3 separate regions of the Zea mays genome follow, and regions 1 and 3 are each linked to region 2. Evidence: chromatin contacts called from public Hi-C data. All regions are on one chromosome and are shown on one strand. Each heading gives the region's core, a stretch centred on a gene start, on an enhancer-like site or on the middle of the called end of the contact. The rest is flanking DNA. Distances are from core to core; before and after follow the strand shown. Region 1 holds the start of LOC103653730 (very-long-chain 3-oxoacyl-CoA reductase 1-like). Region 2 holds the start of LOC100279306 (putative regulator of chromosome condensation (RCC1) family protein). Region 3 holds the start of LOC100282965 (nucleotide-binding protein 1).

What was found. A called contact is a pair of places that touch in the nucleus more often than the background predicts.
Region 1: a contact with region 2 is called in a Hi-C map of endosperm, with 5 times the contacts expected there. The contact joins the promoter of LOC103653730 here to the promoter of LOC100279306 in region 2. A contact is called at or near these places in 3 of 25 Hi-C or Micro-C datasets (ear, endosperm and tassel).
Region 3: a Hi-C map of ear shows a contact between it and region 2, with 2.8 times the contacts expected there. The contact joins the promoter of LOC100282965 here to the promoter of LOC100279306 in region 2. A contact is called at or near these places in 3 of 25 Hi-C or Micro-C datasets (ear, leaf and tassel).

Annotation. Positions count from the first base shown.
Region 1 is chr4:137,755,401-137,758,174 of Zm-B73-REFERENCE-NAM-5.0, reverse strand. It overlaps LOC103653730 (very-long-chain 3-oxoacyl-CoA reductase 1-like), which reads left to right and starts at 1,434. Exons shown (of 3, transcript NM_001301522.1): 1 at 1,434-2,774. The coding sequence starts at 2,177.
Region 2 is chr4:137,183,992-137,186,691 of Zm-B73-REFERENCE-NAM-5.0, reverse strand. It overlaps LOC100279306 (putative regulator of chromosome condensation (RCC1) family protein), which reads left to right and starts at 1,290. Exons shown (of 5, transcript NM_001152327.1): 1 at 1,290-2,451; 2 at 2,538-2,700. The coding sequence starts at 2,215.
Region 3 is chr4:137,829,448-137,832,168 of Zm-B73-REFERENCE-NAM-5.0, reverse strand. It overlaps LOC100282965 (nucleotide-binding protein 1), which reads left to right and starts at 1,299. Exons shown (of 3, transcript NM_001155870.1): 1 at 1,299-1,371; 2 at 1,620-1,721. The coding sequence starts at 1,323.

The DNA of each region.
Region 1 (2,774 bases), core at 185-2,684, 570 kb before region 2:
GGTTTGAAAATATAAGGTTCCATTCTAAATGATACCCTACAGTTCATGATATGTCCTTCAAGTAGCTCCCAAACATTTTCTTCCCTGGTCAACGCTGATGTATGCCTCAATTTCTTTTTACTATGTCCAAGATAGCCCAAGAGATGTAGGGAAGGGAGAATCAAAAGGAAGATGTAGTCATCATCCTCCTCCCTCCTAATGTGATCTCTGTTGCTCATGTCCATAGCAAAGCTAAAAGAAGCATCAAGAGGCATAAGGAAAACTAATTACTAGAGCTAGTTACGCATGTCATATAATTCAATTTCTTTAGGTTTTGGTTGGTACTTAGAAAACATGGGTCAAGCACTAGCACCCAGGATGGGGGATGCTCGTCCTCGCCGACTCTTACTAGAGCAGGGACAATTTGAAAAACAAGTTGTTAGATAATTAAACTGGTGGTAACTTTATCAAATTAAAAGTTCAGAATAGTGTGCTACCTTATCAAACAAACTACAACCAGAAAAATTCAGGTGCCTGTACTATTTGACACTCAGTTAGCCACAAAAAATGCATTAGACTAGCATTTCAGGAGGTGTGTGCCCTTCTTCAGAGTAAAGAAATACTGCTATCCCTACTGCCCACCATGCCAACCTCCTCCTTCTGCTGTTGCTATAAAACTCCAAGAGTCCTGTTGCATCTCTCGCTCACGACCAACGACATGAATCTGGAAGAGGTGGCGGCGTCCAAGTCCGGCAACAGCACGATGGCATTTTCATGGGAGCACGAGCCGCCAATCTGGTAAGAAGCAGGTCATCGCTGCCGACGGTGCACCCCTGCATGGAGGCTGTAAGCAGAAGAATGCTGACAAGCGCTAAGAAGCAGGCAATGCAAATGGACTCAACCTAAGAAACGTCGCGCGAGGTGGGGAGCGAGCGGCACACACGCATGTCGCACGAGCGAACAAACTCGACCCAAGAACCCTATCTAACAAAAGAGAGACCAACCGGAAAGAAGGCTGCTAGCATAGTAGAGGTTGCCGATGGCGGGGAGGATATCGCTGGCACAGCTGCCGCAGCTGCCGCTCGTATGCACCTCGTCTTCTCCGCTGCCGCCAATCCGGTGGCGGGGAGGATGTCGCCGGCGCAGCTGCCGCTCGTCTGCACCTCATGTTCTCCGCCGCCGCCAATCCACTGCTTGTATTTGTCGCTTACCTCGGATTTTTTTCTAGACCCTTCATAACATGGCTCTAATCCATAACCTGCTCGAAAAAAATTTAAATCTATGGGCTAGAATTTTAATGAACTTAACCGAACATGAGAAGTTTTAGACCTAAAAATTTTATTGTGCTAATCTGAATTTGTCCCCAATCCAGACATATCCGGCCTAGATGGGGACACCCGAACTAGGCTTATTTGTTCGACCTTAATCCCTCCTCCCCACCTGACCGCCAGCGCCAGCCGCGCGTGCGTTAATGCTGCCAGTGTCCGGCACGGCGCCACTCCTCGCTGGCGCGCCTCGGCTCGATGGGCAGCGAGCTGGGCACCCGTCATGCAGGCCGCCACTGCCTGCCAGCACCGCCGTCCCCATCGTCGTCAAGACTCTCCACAGTAACTACATCAGAGCCAAGTTGCGCCCGGTGCACCGCCGTGGACTCGGTTTGCCTCTGGTGTGCACCTGCTCCGGCCTCCGGAATCCGGATGCCTGATGCCAGCCAGTTCAGCCCTACCTGCGTGGCTGCGTCTGCATCTCTGCCGCTGCTGCTGTCTTCGCAGCTCGCAGGCCACGGTTCGTCTGCAAAACACTGGGCGGTGCCGGTGAGCCTACCAAACACGTCGATGAGTTTGACGTGTCCAAAGAGTGTGGGTACTTCGTTTTGAAACCCCCAGGCCATGTTGTTGTAAACCTGCGATCCATCCATTCAAAGGTTGCTTGCTACTTTGACTCGCATTCTTTGCTACACCGGACCTATATACATTTCTAATAAAACTACCACCACCAGAACTTCTTAAAAATCCAATTTGAAATCTGTCCGTCGATACGAACTCTACCAACGAGAGAGAATTTCTGTTCGTGTTCGGTTAGTCTTGGTACACCAGTTCCACCCACCACCAGAGAAAGCCCATCCCCGTTACTAATAAGTCCCGTCCAAAGCTCGACACCGCACCGCATCGACCAGCTACACGAATCAGACGGCGCCATGGCCGGCACGTGCGCCCACGTCGAGTTCCTCCGCGCGCAGCCGGCTTGGGCGCTGGTGCTGGCCGCCGTGGGCCTGCTCGTGGCCGTCCGCGCCGCTGCCCGCTTCGCGCTCTGGGTCTACGCCGCGTTCCTCCGCCCGGGGAAGCCCCTGCGCCGCCGCTACGGCGCCTGGGCCGTCGTGACGGGCGCCACCGACGGCATCGGCCGCGCCGTCGCGTTCCGCCTCGCCGCGGCCGGGCTCGGGCTCGTCCTCGTCGGCCGCAACCCGGAGAAGCTGGCCGCCGTGGCCGCCGAGATCAGGGCCAAGCACCCCAAGGTCCCCGAGGTGCGCACCTTCGTGCTCGACTTCGCCAGCGAGGGGCTCGCGGCCGGCGTCGAGGCGCTCAAGGACTCCATCCGTGGCCTCGACGTCGGCGTGCTCGTCAACAACGCCGGGCTGTCCTACCCGTACGCGCGCTACTTCCACGAGGTGGACGAGGAGCTGATGCGCAGCCTCATCCGGGTCAACGTCGAGGGCGTCACGCGGGTCACGCACGCCGTGCTGCCAGGCATGGTCGAGCGGAAGCGCGGCGCCATTGTCAACATCGGCTCCGGCG
Region 2 (2,700 bases), core at 41-2,540:
TGCAACACCTTAGAACTTCATAATTAATAATTCAATCACCTTGCTGATTTTTATAATAGCAACACTAACAAGTTACAAAACAACAAGCAAGATAACAAAGGGGTCAGAACCAGATGCAATCGATCTTTTATACTAGATGCAATAGTGATGGAAAACATAAGATCATAGATCAATTGAGAATATGGCTAGGGCAAGATAATTTTGCTGTAAAAGTAGAGCTGAAACGATCGTTCCTAGTACAGCCACCAAAATTGTGTTAATTCAAAGATTATTTTCACATACTATCAAGAATATCTATCATATGGGTCGCTACAGACTGAATAACATGGCAGATAACTAATACACTTTTACGGCGAAGAGCGACAAAGCTTACAAGCAAACAATCAAAAGATGGCCATCATATTTCCTTGATGAAGAACGACTAGTTTTCGAATAAGTTAGCAAATTAACCATCAGAGCTCTCATTTAGGAGTAAGAGACACCCTATCGGGACAAAGAGTCAAAGACATCGTCAAGTTACTCTAGATCAGCTAGGAAGCCTAGGATGTCTTCATTGAATCAAGAGATAAACAATAACATAAAAGTAAAAAAAAGTATTGAATTGGTTTTTGTCTATTAGATAAGATGTCTCAATCAACAATGTATTCCATATTTAGGGATGATCATATCTTATTTCAAAATCAAGGTGGCACTATATTCATATCCTTTTATGGTGTTTTTTTTAACTAAATCAAAAGTGGTCTAGGTCTCTAGGTCTTATTTGAATCTCAATGCAAGTGAACTACGGTTAGTTCGTTAAGGTAGTTAGTAGATTTACGCGTGATATTTGCTGCGTCATCTATCGCTTGGAAGGTTTAAAATCCATCTAATTGGTTGGGTGGACTAGCGTGGCCTCGCTCCTAGGTACCCGCGCATGCAACTAGAGGATGTGCTTTTGGCTTGGTTGGGAGAGTCCGCATGTCCAGGCAACTAATCTGAGCCAATGTGACTGATCGCAGTTCTCTTTTTATGCATGGGGTTGGGGTTATTAGTAATCACGATGATTGTCCATCGTAACCGTTTACGCGGAAATGGCCGAGATTCGTGCCGTTGGCGTTGAACCACAAGATAAACTCAACCCTCAACAGTTGTCAACAGTTACGAAAGATGAGGCTCCGAATGCGGCCTGAACCTGATGATCATCGCCTCCATTCTCTGAAGGCGCAGCAGGATGCTGACGTGGCACCTACAAACGCATCTATAAATATGGGAGTGACGCATCCTTGTGCCTTTTCTACTTCCTTAGCTAACTTCCCAGCCCCGACACCTTGGCCGCCGCTCCGTGCGCACCCAGTTGCTGAGGTTGCAACGCTGCAGCCGGCGAGGATCGGATGAACCACCAACCCCTCCTATAAATCCTAGTACGATGCCTCGATCGGGCCTATATCTATATCTGGATTGTTCCGGCCCTCCCCCTTCTTCGATTTTGTGGGCGGCTTCTCTTTTTTTTCTTCCTGTTGATGTGCGAATTTAGAGGGGATAAGAGCTTTTGGGGGGAATCTGATGGAATCCGATCGATTTTCTCGCCGTTCTTGGTCGATCTGTCGGGGAAGGTAAGATTTGTTCATGGTTTGTGGGGGATTTGGCTGGATTTCGAAGGTTTGGAGCGGCCATGGTGGTGACTGGTGAGCGGATATGGGGATTTTTGGTGATCGAGTGGGGAATCGGTCTGTTGGATGTCTTTAAAACGGGATTTTGTGATACTGTAGGAATTTTTCGGTGGAACCATAGCTTTTGTTGCGATATACCGCTATTGACCACGGATCATCATGTTTTAAAATCTTTTTTTTTCCTCAGAGGTATGGGATGATCGAGTGCTAAACGCTCCGTTAAGGTCTGATCTGCGTCGATCTTGATTTCAGGATGCGATCTATTGTTAAATGACGGATGCATTTTCCTGCCATCCTTTGTGTTGCTAAGCCGTAGTTTATTCTGATGCTAATTTGTTAGGGAGACTATATGATCAGTCTGTCTTCTGCAGACAGCAACTTAGATGAAACGCAGCTATGAATGTGATCATCTAACTCTTTGTTGCTGCTGCTGTTCTCCTTCCAGTTTGTGTAAAACCTGCACTTGCTGCACAATCTATTTGTCGAAAGTGTGACGGACTGTCATTTGTTTCTCTTATCAGACCGAGTCCTCTGCTTCTGCTCTCATCCATCTGTAGAGTGCAACATGCAGTGCCCCATGGACACTGCTGCTAGTGGAACCTCGCCAGTGATGCAATTCCATAGCAATGCTGATGAGTCTATCGCCCATTCATCTCCATTGGCAACATTAATACAACGTTCACAGCGCCATTGCTATGGGGATGGATCCCCAGGCGAATTTCCCCTTGCTGTGAGCCCCTCCATTGTTCTCCATGTGCTCTCATCTTGTGATCTAGGTCCGAAAGATCTCGCCAATCTGGAGGCAAGTCATACAACCACACTCACTCAGCGCTTTTATGTTTTAGTAACTGACGCTGCTACTGATGAATTAAGCCTCTCTGTCCTCAGGCTACATGCGTATTTTTCGGCAAACCTGCAAGTTTTGCACCAGACTTTGCATTGTCACTTCCGGAGCTTGCGGCATTTGATATGTGCCAGAAAAGGACCATGTTTAAGCAGATGAAGCAAGAAGATCAGGAGTGTCTGAAACAACGGTGTGGAGGCTCTTGGA
Region 3 (2,721 bases), core at 50-2,549, 650 kb before region 2:
ACGACGTTGTCGGGTTTGACGGTGTGGAGGACGCGGAGAGGTGCGAGGTGCCGAGGATCCACACGTCCTCGAGCTCCATGAAGTTTAGCAGCCACCACGCCGGGACAGGGCCAAACTGTCGCCACGATACGCGTACAAGCGCACCAGACTCGACCAGACCCGCCAGCGAGGGGTTCCCTGCGGTGGCGGCGGCACCCCAACCAACTCGTAGATTCTAATCGTCTGCAACAATCAAACGCAAAAAAACGTATACCACCATAGAAAATAAGCTTGAGCTAATACCTCTGGAGAAAGCCCTTCTGGAGTCAGCCCCTTCTGTGAGCTCCAAATCCAAATCGCTGGAGTCGGCTTTGAAGTCCTCATCGTCTTACGCAGCGAACGAGCGTCTGCCGCCCCTCTTGAACTTCTTCTTCGGCTGCTAGATGTCCCACTCCATGAGCCGGCGCGGCGCTGGCTCGCGAAGGACGGCAAGGATCGCGTCGCCGCACAGCACGGAGCGGGGTTGCGGGGTGGGGACTCCATGGAGCGTCCACACCATGCAGATCGGTCTTCCAGGGAGATATTGGGAGCGGCAGATCGGGGGAGGGGGAGTAAATCGCGCATACGTACAGAGACTCCATGGAAGGCGTCCACGCGATGCAGAGATTGGGAGCGACAAATCGGGTACTTCATGTAGGTGAGGCAGATCGGGGGAGTGGATCACGCGGATCGACATTCCAGGGAGAGATTTGGGAGCGGCAGATCGAATACTTCCATGGAGGTGAGGCAGATCGGGGGGAGTGGATTGCGCGGACGTCATTGCTAGAAGTGGAGATCACGGCGAGGAGAGGCGGGTCCACGTGCGGGCGAGGGGGGAGGGACAGGCGAGATTTCTGCGGCGGGACGACAGTCGGGGAAGATGGGGCGGCGCGATGTGCGGGAGCGGGGGCACGACAACTGTGGACGCCCTCCTTGCTGTCTTATAGAGTAGTAATAGATTTTAGTTTTGCTAAACCGATTATTTAAAGTATTCAAATTGATAGAGGACCTATATATATAGAGAATCCAGCAGCGTCCTCTAAATTTAGAGGACCGTTTAGAGAACGTTGTTGTGGAGCGTAGATGATCGTTTAATACTCTATATTTAGGGTACAAAAGTCTTTAGAGAGCCTAAAACTGACCAGTTTTGTAAACCCACTGAACATTCACGTTCGCAGCGCAGGCATCGAACACAAAGTAGCTGGCGGCTCGGCGCACCTACAGCGCCGTATACCGAGTCCGAGACCACGACTCCACGAGACGACACAAACCCCAGTTTAGGAACAGTTGGAAAAGAGGGAGAAATGGAGAACGGCGGCGGCAAAGGCGACGTTCCCAACGATGCGAACGAACGTAAGGAATCGTTCCCCCTGTGCCTTCTGGTGGGCTCGTTCTTCCTCTTCTCTTCTTTGCGTTTTGGGCCGGTTTTCTGCATCCACGATTTTGTGGAGTTTGATCGTCTCTTACCAAGAGGGGTGTAACCTTGTTTCATTTGCGAAATTTGAGGGCACCTTGAAGTTGTTTCGATCGCTGGGTTGCTTTACTCAGGCTTAGTTCATGGGTGTTCGTGTTTTTGAGTATTCTTTATTTGGTGTTGGCAGATTGCCCTGGAACGCAGTCGGAGGAGGCGGGGAAGGCGGATGCCTGCGCTGGGTGCCCCAACCAGCAGATTTGCGCCACCGCCCCCAAGGGCCCCGATCCCGGTAATTGGATCATTTCATGTCCTTTTACTGAATTCCATTCGATTCTTTGACTTGCTCTGGTGCTGATGTACTGTTATCTCTATCATATCATTTTGTTTTTTAATCAGAATTAGCTTAGTTTATTTACATTTTGTTACAATGGTTGTGGATTTGGTAAGACTTTTGGATTTGAGGATTTACGACAGCTGCAAGTGTTTATAGGTGTAGGCCAAGTGCTAGTAGGAACTAGCCTGTAGTTTTGAGCAGTCGAGGTCCAGAAACAAAGAAATTTTAGCACAAATAGAAGAGTCTGGATTTGCACTAAACATGTACCCGGTCGATCCAATTATATGATTGAATGTTGATGCAATCGAATATATGGGTTGTTCAAAGTAAGTTTCTTTGTCAGATACTCAGATTAGTATTAAAACAATGTGACTGGCTGAAGGAAGAAGGATAGGGGCTTGGGATGATGTGGTTCCTGTAAAGCAATTCATTGTGGTCCAAACATGCAGTAACATCCAGGGGGCAGCTGTAGTTCTGATGCCACATCCTGCTACCACTGCTGCTAAAGAAGGTTCAAACATGGATGGATCTTTGATTTTGGCTAGAAAGATTAGAAGAGTATCCAGATTTCATATTTGAATGTTGTTCCAATTATTTGAGGGGTTTGCTAGACAGTAGATTCTGTTGCTTCAAACCTGTGTTGACTGCACTATAGGGATTGACAGATCACATGGAAAGCCTCACTGTTAAATTGTTATAATGCGTGATTATGGTAACTATAGTTGGCGAACTCTTGCTAGTGATTAGGCTTTTTAGTATGCTCTTTATTGTCAATTCTACTGTTAATCATAGCCTTTTGAGCACTCAAGGTCCAAAAACGAAGGGAGTTGAACTGAAGTTTTCAGCTGCCCAATAAATTTTTTTCACCAGACAAGTACCTATCCAGCGTCCAGTCTAATCAACTTAATAATTAATTAAATGTTGAAGCAATTAGATTTGTGATTTCTTCAGTGTT